Linked DNA regions of Pan troglodytes: region 2 is linked to region 1. The links are chromatin contacts, called in public Hi-C maps. All regions are on one chromosome and are shown on one strand. The core of a region is the stretch at or near the end of the contact, and the rest is flanking DNA. Distances in the headings are between cores, read along the strand shown. Region 1 holds the start of PDZD11 (PDZ domain containing 11). Region 2 holds the start of GDPD2 (glycerophosphodiester phosphodiesterase domain containing 2).

Evidence for each region. Hi-C and Micro-C count contacts between places; a contact is called where the count stands out from the background.
Region 2: a Hi-C map of stem cell-derived neural progenitor cells shows a contact between it and region 1, with 3 times the contacts expected there. The contact joins the promoter of GDPD2 here to the promoter of PDZD11 in region 1. A contact is called at or near these places in 1 of 7 Hi-C or Micro-C datasets (stem cell-derived neural progenitor cells) and 1 of 1 datasets of contacts at active chromatin or transcription factors (stem cell-derived excitatory neurons).

What each region holds. Positions count from the first base shown.
Region 1 is chrX:68,084,520-68,088,311 of NHGRI_mPanTro3-v2.0_pri, forward strand. It overlaps PDZD11 (PDZ domain containing 11), which reads right to left and starts at 1,600. Exons shown (of 7, transcript XM_001152839.6): 1 at 1,428-1,600; 2 at 820-919; 3 at 1-75. The coding sequence starts at 906. It overlaps KIF4A (kinesin family member 4A), which reads left to right and starts at 1,552. Exons shown (of 31, transcript XM_016943591.4): 1 at 1,552-1,718; 2 at 2,006-2,146; 3 at 2,259-2,373. The coding sequence starts at 2,027.
Region 2 is chrX:68,215,479-68,219,270 of NHGRI_mPanTro3-v2.0_pri, forward strand. It overlaps GDPD2 (glycerophosphodiester phosphodiesterase domain containing 2), which reads left to right and starts at 2,061. Exons shown (of 16, transcript XM_001153082.7): 1 at 2,061-2,150; 2 at 3,744-3,792. The coding sequence starts at 3,753.

The DNA.
Region 1 (3,792 bases), core at 350-2,849:
AGGAGGCTTCTTCAGTGTGATGGTTCGGGGCAGAAACTGGGTCAACTCATTGTTGTAGTCCGGGTGGTGTACCCTCTGCAAGACACAGCAACCCCAGAAATTTTACCAGTCTTACTTCACACCTACCTTCATCTGGAACACTAATGAATTACCCTGAAGTCAGGAAAAGGAAAGGTCATAGACTTAATTTAAGTAGAACAGATAACACAGACTAAATGAGTAGATGGATAGCACTGGGGCAGCCCAGTAGCTCCCCATTTCTTCACCTTTTTTTTTTTTTTTTTTTGAGATGGAGTTTTGCTCTTGTTGCCCAGGCTGGAGTGCAATGGCTCAATCTCGGCTCACTGCAACCTCTGCCTCCCAGGTTCAAGCAATTCTCCCGCCTCAGCCTCCCTAGTAGCTGGGATTACAGGCATGTGCCACCACGCCCGGCTAATTTTGTATTTTTAGTAGAGACGGGGTTTCTCCATGTTGGTCAGGCTGGTCTTGAACTCCCAACCTCAGGTGATCCGCCTGTTTCGGCCTCCCAAAGTGCTGGGATTACGGGCATGAGCCACCGCGCTGAACCTCTTAACAGTATGGAAATGAAGGCTCCAAATTTCCAGAATTAACCGGTGTGAACAGACCCTAGCAGGAGGCTTCCATAAAGAAGTTCCCAATGGGTCCTGTTGCTCAGAATCCAGCTTCTGGGTCCTCTGGCTACCAGTGCTAAGATTCACTCTCCGTTTTGCCTTCTAACCCTGCTATCCTACCTTTCATGCATCATCTCATGCCCACGGGGAAAAAAACCTCCTACTCTGGAATACAGATGGTTCCCACCTCATGAGGAGGAATCCATGCTGGAGGATTCTCATAGGCAGGCAAGAAAACCACTGGGTAGTCATCATAAGGAATCCGGCTGTCCATCTCGGGCAAGGCCCTGGAAGAGTGAATCAGAACAGACAAAAAGTGGTTCAAAAGGGAGAGCAGCCCAGCAAGTTTCAGACAGCAGCTCCAACCCATTCCAAGGCAGTCAGTCTACAGGCCCAGCCCATATCTAGGTGTTAAGGTTGGAGGAGAGAAGGAAGACAGAAGAAAACTCTTAACTTAGCTAAACATCTTCTGGATGCCAAGCAACCTGTCAGGTACTCTAGAAAGAGGACCTCATTTTTCATAATCCTGCAAAACAGATGTTACCGTCTCAAACCTGGAGAAGAGGAAATCAGGGTCGAGTCTAAAAAGATCTACTTTCGAAGCCCAAGGGAGTGTTAACTATCCGCAGGGACTCGGGGCAAGGCACCGCCCCACATTTCCTAGATGTGATTAGTAATGGTAGGGTCCTTAGATCGACCCTTCCTTCTTCACCTGACCAGCCACCTCCCACGTCCCCGCCCCACATTCTGCCTGAGACCCGCACTCTCAGCCGCATAAACGCCGCACCACCTCACCAGTGGGCAGTCCACAGCGACCTCAGACTCGGCTCACCGACAATTCAGTCTGGGAACCGGAAGCGGATGCTCCGCAGGGTCGAAAAGAGGCCGGGCCAGGGTGCAACGAGCTGACCCTCCCCTTCCCACCGCGCCGGCCTGCGCGCGCCGACGTGCGCGCTCCGCCCTCGGGCAGTCCGCACTGCAATTGGTTGGCGTCTCCGGGACGGATTTGAAACTTGGCGGTTAAAACTCCGGCTGGGACAGGGCGGCGGGAGGCCCAGGGAGAACGGGGAAGGGACATTTAGTTTGGTGAGTTACGGGGGCACACCTTAGCTCAGAACCTGTTTTTACCCAGTACCCTAGGGCTTTGGTTCTTTGTCGCCGTCCCCGTTGGAGTTTTTTCTTTGCCTTTCAGAAGCCCGTGCCCTCTCTTTAGAGTGCAGGGCTGACGGGCGGTCCAGCCCTGGCCAAGTCATGGAGCGTGAATCTCCCAAGTCAGTGTTCCCGCTGAGGAGGGTCGGAACCGGGGAGGACGCCCTCCCACCCCTGCTGACCTACTAACATTCATCAGCGAGCCTTCTTTTTCCCCCTCGCAGAGACGGTGCTGAGATAGGATCATGAAGGAAGAGGTGAAGGGAATTCCTGTAAGAGTGGCGCTGCGTTGTCGCCCTCTGGTCCCCAAAGAGATTAGCGAGGGCTGCCAGATGTGCCTTTCCTTCGTGCCCGGAGAGCCTCAGGTGCGTAGCAGAGTCCAGAGCCTGTGTCTGAACAGCTGGGGCCAAATGGTAACGAGGGGTGTGGTCTTGCCTTTCATTTTTAACCTTACGCCTTGTCCCGTGCCTTCTCTAGGTGGTGGTTGGTACAGATAAATCCTTCACCTACGATTTTGTATTTGATCCCTCTACTGAACAGGAAGAAGTCTTCAATACAGCAGTAGCGCCACTCATAAAAGGTGTATTTAAAGGTAAGGCGATTTGATTCCTCGAACATAACATATATTCCTTGAGCATATACTATGTGCCAAGCACTGTGCTTGGGCACTGCAAATACAGGAATCGATGAATCATGATTCCTGCCTTCAAGAAGCCCTTAGCCTAATAACATTTGTCAACGTCTCTGTACCCTTGAAGCTAGTTTTATTCTGTATTTGCTTTATGTGGTTCTGTTCATCTTTGACTTGTATATGTTTGTTTATCCTGGAACTTCATTAGATTATAAACTCTGTGGTGGTTGCTGATGGTGATAAGTGTGCCAACCTACTTGAGGCTCAGGCACTGCAAAGCTTGTTGAGGGATTCAGGTGATAAATAATATAGCTTCGAGGCCCTGAAGGAGTTCAAAGTCCAGGGATAGGAATGGAGATAGATGACTACATAAATAATTTTGAATATATAAAAATTTTTAAATTTTTTGTACCTATCTTTTAGAAGAAAAATTTTTCAAGTTAAAAATATACAACAGAGTCAGTCCTATGGAAGTAGTAGCTCTGCTCTCATACAAAGTGGTATGAAAAACAAAAGGATGGCTCTAACTCTGGGGAATTTGGGGTGAATTTCACAGAGTGGGAAAACTTTGAGATGGGTCTTGAATAAGGAGTATACTTCTTTTAGGTGGAGAAGGGGAGTGCCTAAAGCCTCTGAATACTATCACCAGTTAATAATCTTTATTGGGGAAGCTAAGTCTTTAATGCTGTTGAGGACCATAGCAGGGTTCTAAAGAAGGGAGCAGTGCCTGAGAGATGTCTAATTATTATTCTAATACAGTGGTTATTCAAGATTCAAAACAGAGGTTCATTTAAAAGAAGTAGAATCATGGCATGCTAGTGCCTTAAAGTTGAAAGAGACATTTGTATATCATCTAGTTTGTTTTTCATCCAAAGAAAAATGCGTTCTAACAATATCTGTTAGGTGAACTGCCAGTGTCTAAAATTTTTTTGACAGGGAACTCACTGACTCACAGGTAGTCCAGTTGAGATTTGGGTTTTGGACAAGTCTAATTATGTTATAAAGATCTTTATAATGAGATGAAATTTGCTTCCTGGTAATTTCTACCCAGTGATGTTAGTTCATTCCTTTAGAAGCCTTCTTCTAGGCAACAGCTATTCACATAATTTTTCACGTTTTTTTGTTTAATGATATGGCTCAAGGAACACTGAAATTTTTGTTTCAAAATTTTAAGATATTAATGCAATAATTTCAAACGTATAGAATGTTGCAAGAACAGCATAAAAAACATTTTTTCCCTGAACCATTTGAGATGAATCATTGGCCTGATAACCCCCCATACTTTAGTGTATATTTCCTACAAAAAAGGACTTTCTTGTAAGTTACCACAATACAACCATCAAAACAATAAAATTTGCACTGCTACATTACTACCATCTA
Region 2 (3,792 bases), core at 811-3,310, 130 kb after region 1:
CCCAAAGTCACAAAGCTAGTGAGCAATAGAGCTAGGACCTGAATGCAGAGCTACCATCCAAGCTTCACTCTAGCCAACTCTCTAGAGTGCCAGCAGCAGCCACTTCTAATGCCCTGCAGCCTGATTTCTTAGCGTAGGAGGGGCGTTGCACCACACTGCTGTCCAGTCCCAGGACAGAACAGCACTGGCTCCTTGCATTCTCCTTTGAAAGATGCTTACGCCTTACAGTCTATCAGTGTTCTCTATCTCTGCTTAAAGCTAAAAGTGGGCCAGCCCTGGAATGCCATACTCAAGCTGCTGACTGGCCTTGTAGCCTTCTGAGGTAGGTGCTCACAAGCCCTGCGCTTCATATCCATGCATTCTGAATCCCAAAACCCTTCTCCCCAAAAAAGCTCCCAAACCATCCCCAAACACTCAAAAGCCAAGACTCCTCTAGAATCCACCAGAGCCCAAGCAAAAGAAATTGAGCAACAATCTGCCTAGAATGAAGCCTGCCATGGACTAGGTGACCTGCTGGTCCTCCCTGGCCTCCTGCCAGCAAGCAGCCCTGCTTCTCTTTGCATTTTAATGCCGAGGGAGCAAGGGAGCCTCTGCCATTGCCAACTAGAGCCTCTGGATACAATGGGAAGCCTGAGTGGGAGGGGGGCCAGCTCTTGGCATAAGAGAGCCAGTCTTCCTTCTCACTGTTTGAAATCCAGTGTGTGTTGGGGGAGGGGTAAGCAGGCTTATCCCCAGAGAAAACATCCTTTCCCACCAACACTGCACTAATAGCCCCCAGACCTCGAGTCACCGCATCAGGCGTAATGTAGAGGGAGAGGTCAACCAAGCCAGCCCCTGGCCCCCATCCCACCCAGACCCCTGTGCTTTAGCACTAAGCAAACTATAGTGTGCTAGCCAGCCCTTCCCTGCTGATGCTGATGCTATAGTAACAGCATCTTTTCTATGTGTTCATCTTCCAAAAGCCTGTGACCCCAATATACTCTACACTCCTCAAAAGATTCTTGGAAAGAGACTCATATGCCTTAGGGACAAGGCAGCAGAAATGACACAAGTCCTGAATGAGCATCTCCTGTCTGGAGTGATGAGGGAAGGTGGGAGAACTGCTAGTGTCACCCAGGATCCAGAAGGCCCACGGGGACCTCTGGTCCAGAAACGGCAACTTGCTATCCAGAGTTCAGGAAGTAGCTTGCAGCTTCTGTTGCCCAGGCTGGAGCACAGTAGCACAATCTCAACTCACTGCAGCCTCGACATCCTGGGCTCAAGCAATCCTCCCACATCAGCCTCCCAAGTAGCTGGGACAAATGACCAAGGCTTGTCTTTGCTTTAAACCTGGCCTTGTGAGATGTCCCATGCAACTACCTAGTCTTTGGTAGGTGCACACCATCATGCCTGGCTAATTTTTGTATTTTTTGTAGAGACGGGGTTTCACCATGTTGGCCAGGCTGGTCTTGAACTCCTGACCTCAGGTGATCCACCCGCCTCGGCCTCCCAAAGTGCTGGGGTTACAGGTGTAAGACACCGCGCCAGGCTGCAGCTTCTTATACATGCACCTTGCTGAATTAGAAGTAGGAGCTCAATAGGGGAGGGAGCCTAATGAATCAAGGCTGTATTCCCAGGGAGCTTGAGACTTGATGTTAGGCTTACACACACACACACACACACACACATGCCTTTCCAGTGGGCTGGCTGGGCCTCTTCTCCTCACTGCCAAGTTGCAAAGTTGTGTGGTCACCTCCCCCCCCCCCCACCAGCTTCCCGCCAGCCTGTGCCCTCAGCCCTCGCCTCCCTGAGCCAGGACAAAGCCCCGGCAGTGACTGGGAGGGGAACAGGAGGAGGGACAGAGGGATGGGAAAGCCTGCACAAAGGAATTCCTCACCCCAAGCCCCCTGACCGCCAGCGAGTAAAGAAGCAGATTTGCTCTCCCTCCCGCTTCCTCCCTCCCATCTTCCCACCCGGGCTGTGCCCAGGCCACAGAGCAGCTGCAGGCCTTGGGAGAGGACCCACACAGCCTCCTGTAGGTGGCAACAGTGCCACCTGTTTGACTCATAGGGCTGAACCGAGGACTGAAAAAGGGAGGAGGCAGACCACTCGGAGAGGAGCTGGGAAGCAGTGCAGAGAGGAGAGCGGAGCGGAGCTGCCGCTGAGCAAAGGTGTGAGGGTTCGGGAAGGCTGGGGGGCTACAGGTGGGAGCTGTGGAGCAGAGACCAGCTCCATCCCACTGGGATTGGGCCGGGGGATTGAATGGCACCCCTGTCAGCTCCCCTACTTGGGGTTTTCAGGCTGCTCAGACCCTGATCCCATCCTACAGACAGCTCTTGAAGGGAGGGGACTCTGGAAGGCAGTGTCTGGGGTGCAGGGGTAGGACCCCAGGGGAGGCAAGAGCTTAGAGCAGGCTATCAAACCAGCTCCAAGATGGGCAGAGGCAAGGGCTTCCCTTTGGGTTGGCTTTTTACCGGGAAGGGTCTCGTAGAGGGGAGGGGTTTCCTTCCCCCAGCTCCAGCTCCTCACCCCTACCCTAACCCTCCTTTCCCAAGGCAGCATAAAGAGGGCAGTTCAGAAGCAGCCACACCTTCCTGCTTACCAGACCCACCCACCGTGCACCCCTCTAAGACTCCATAGCCTCGGGAGAGCTCTGAGGAGAAGAGGTCCTGTCCCTCAGCCCGCACGCACACATGCTCACACACTTTGGGTGTATCCAGGGGCTCCTTTACATACTCAAAGTCACCTAAAATCATATTGTACCGACAGCCAGTTGTGCTGTCGCGTGCAAATGCTGACACAAATCACATACCGTCTCGCGTAGAATCAGTCACGTACCCAGCCAAGTCTGGGGATCAGCTCAGTCAGCCAAACCCAGAAGCATAAGGTACAGGGGTCCCCTGCCCCAAGACAACCACACCCCGCATACACACCTTTGCCCTGCGTTTGTTGTACTTTCACCAAAGCTAACTTAGAGGGTGGGGCTCCTAAAGGCGAGTCTGGGCTTCTGGTTGGGGTTGGGGGATGACTGGGCAGGAAAGGGCAGGACTTGAGGGGAGGCTCTGTATGTTGAAAATCCAAAGATTCCTTTAGAAGACTGGGAGTGACCCAGGCAACACGTTCACCTCAAGTCTTTCTCTTTTTGGCAGTGCCCTTTGTCCCCTGAGAGGTGGACACAGAGAATCTTTCAGGGATTTGTGATCTGAATAATCTCTATATCCATAGCAACTGGCCAACTAGCTGGGCCTTCCTTAGCCCCAGGTCAGAACTGGAACCTTTGCTTCAGGTTACTCCTGCTTCCTGGGCTGGAAAGCAATTCAACATGGGGTTGCCTCCAGCTTGGCCAAACCTGCTTTAACTTGCTGAACTGAGTTTGTCCCACCCTGGGCAGTTTCTCTTGAGTTCTTACCCCCAGGGCAAGCACTCCATCCCCAGAGGTGTGTGCTGTTAAATGGGGAGGAGCTGGAGAGAGTGGATATGAATCCTGCCCGAAAAGAGGCTGGACCTCTTGGGTGTCCCACTGACTCTCCAGGTAACAAGATTAAAGGGAAACGAAGGCTCTGGAGACTGTCTCCCATTGCCAGGCTTGCAGCTGGGGCTGCTCGCCTCATCCACTCTGGCACTCTGGGCCTGCCCCGTGACCTCCGTTGCTGAGCAGCGGCCCAGGCCTCTGCCCCTCCCCCGGGCTCCTCAGATACACTAGGAGGGAGACTGGGATCTGCCCTCTGCCAGGGTCCCTGATGGTCGAGTGTCCCTTCCCCCAGGCCTTCACCATGGCCGAGTCCCCCGGCTGCTGCTCCGTCTGGGCCCGCT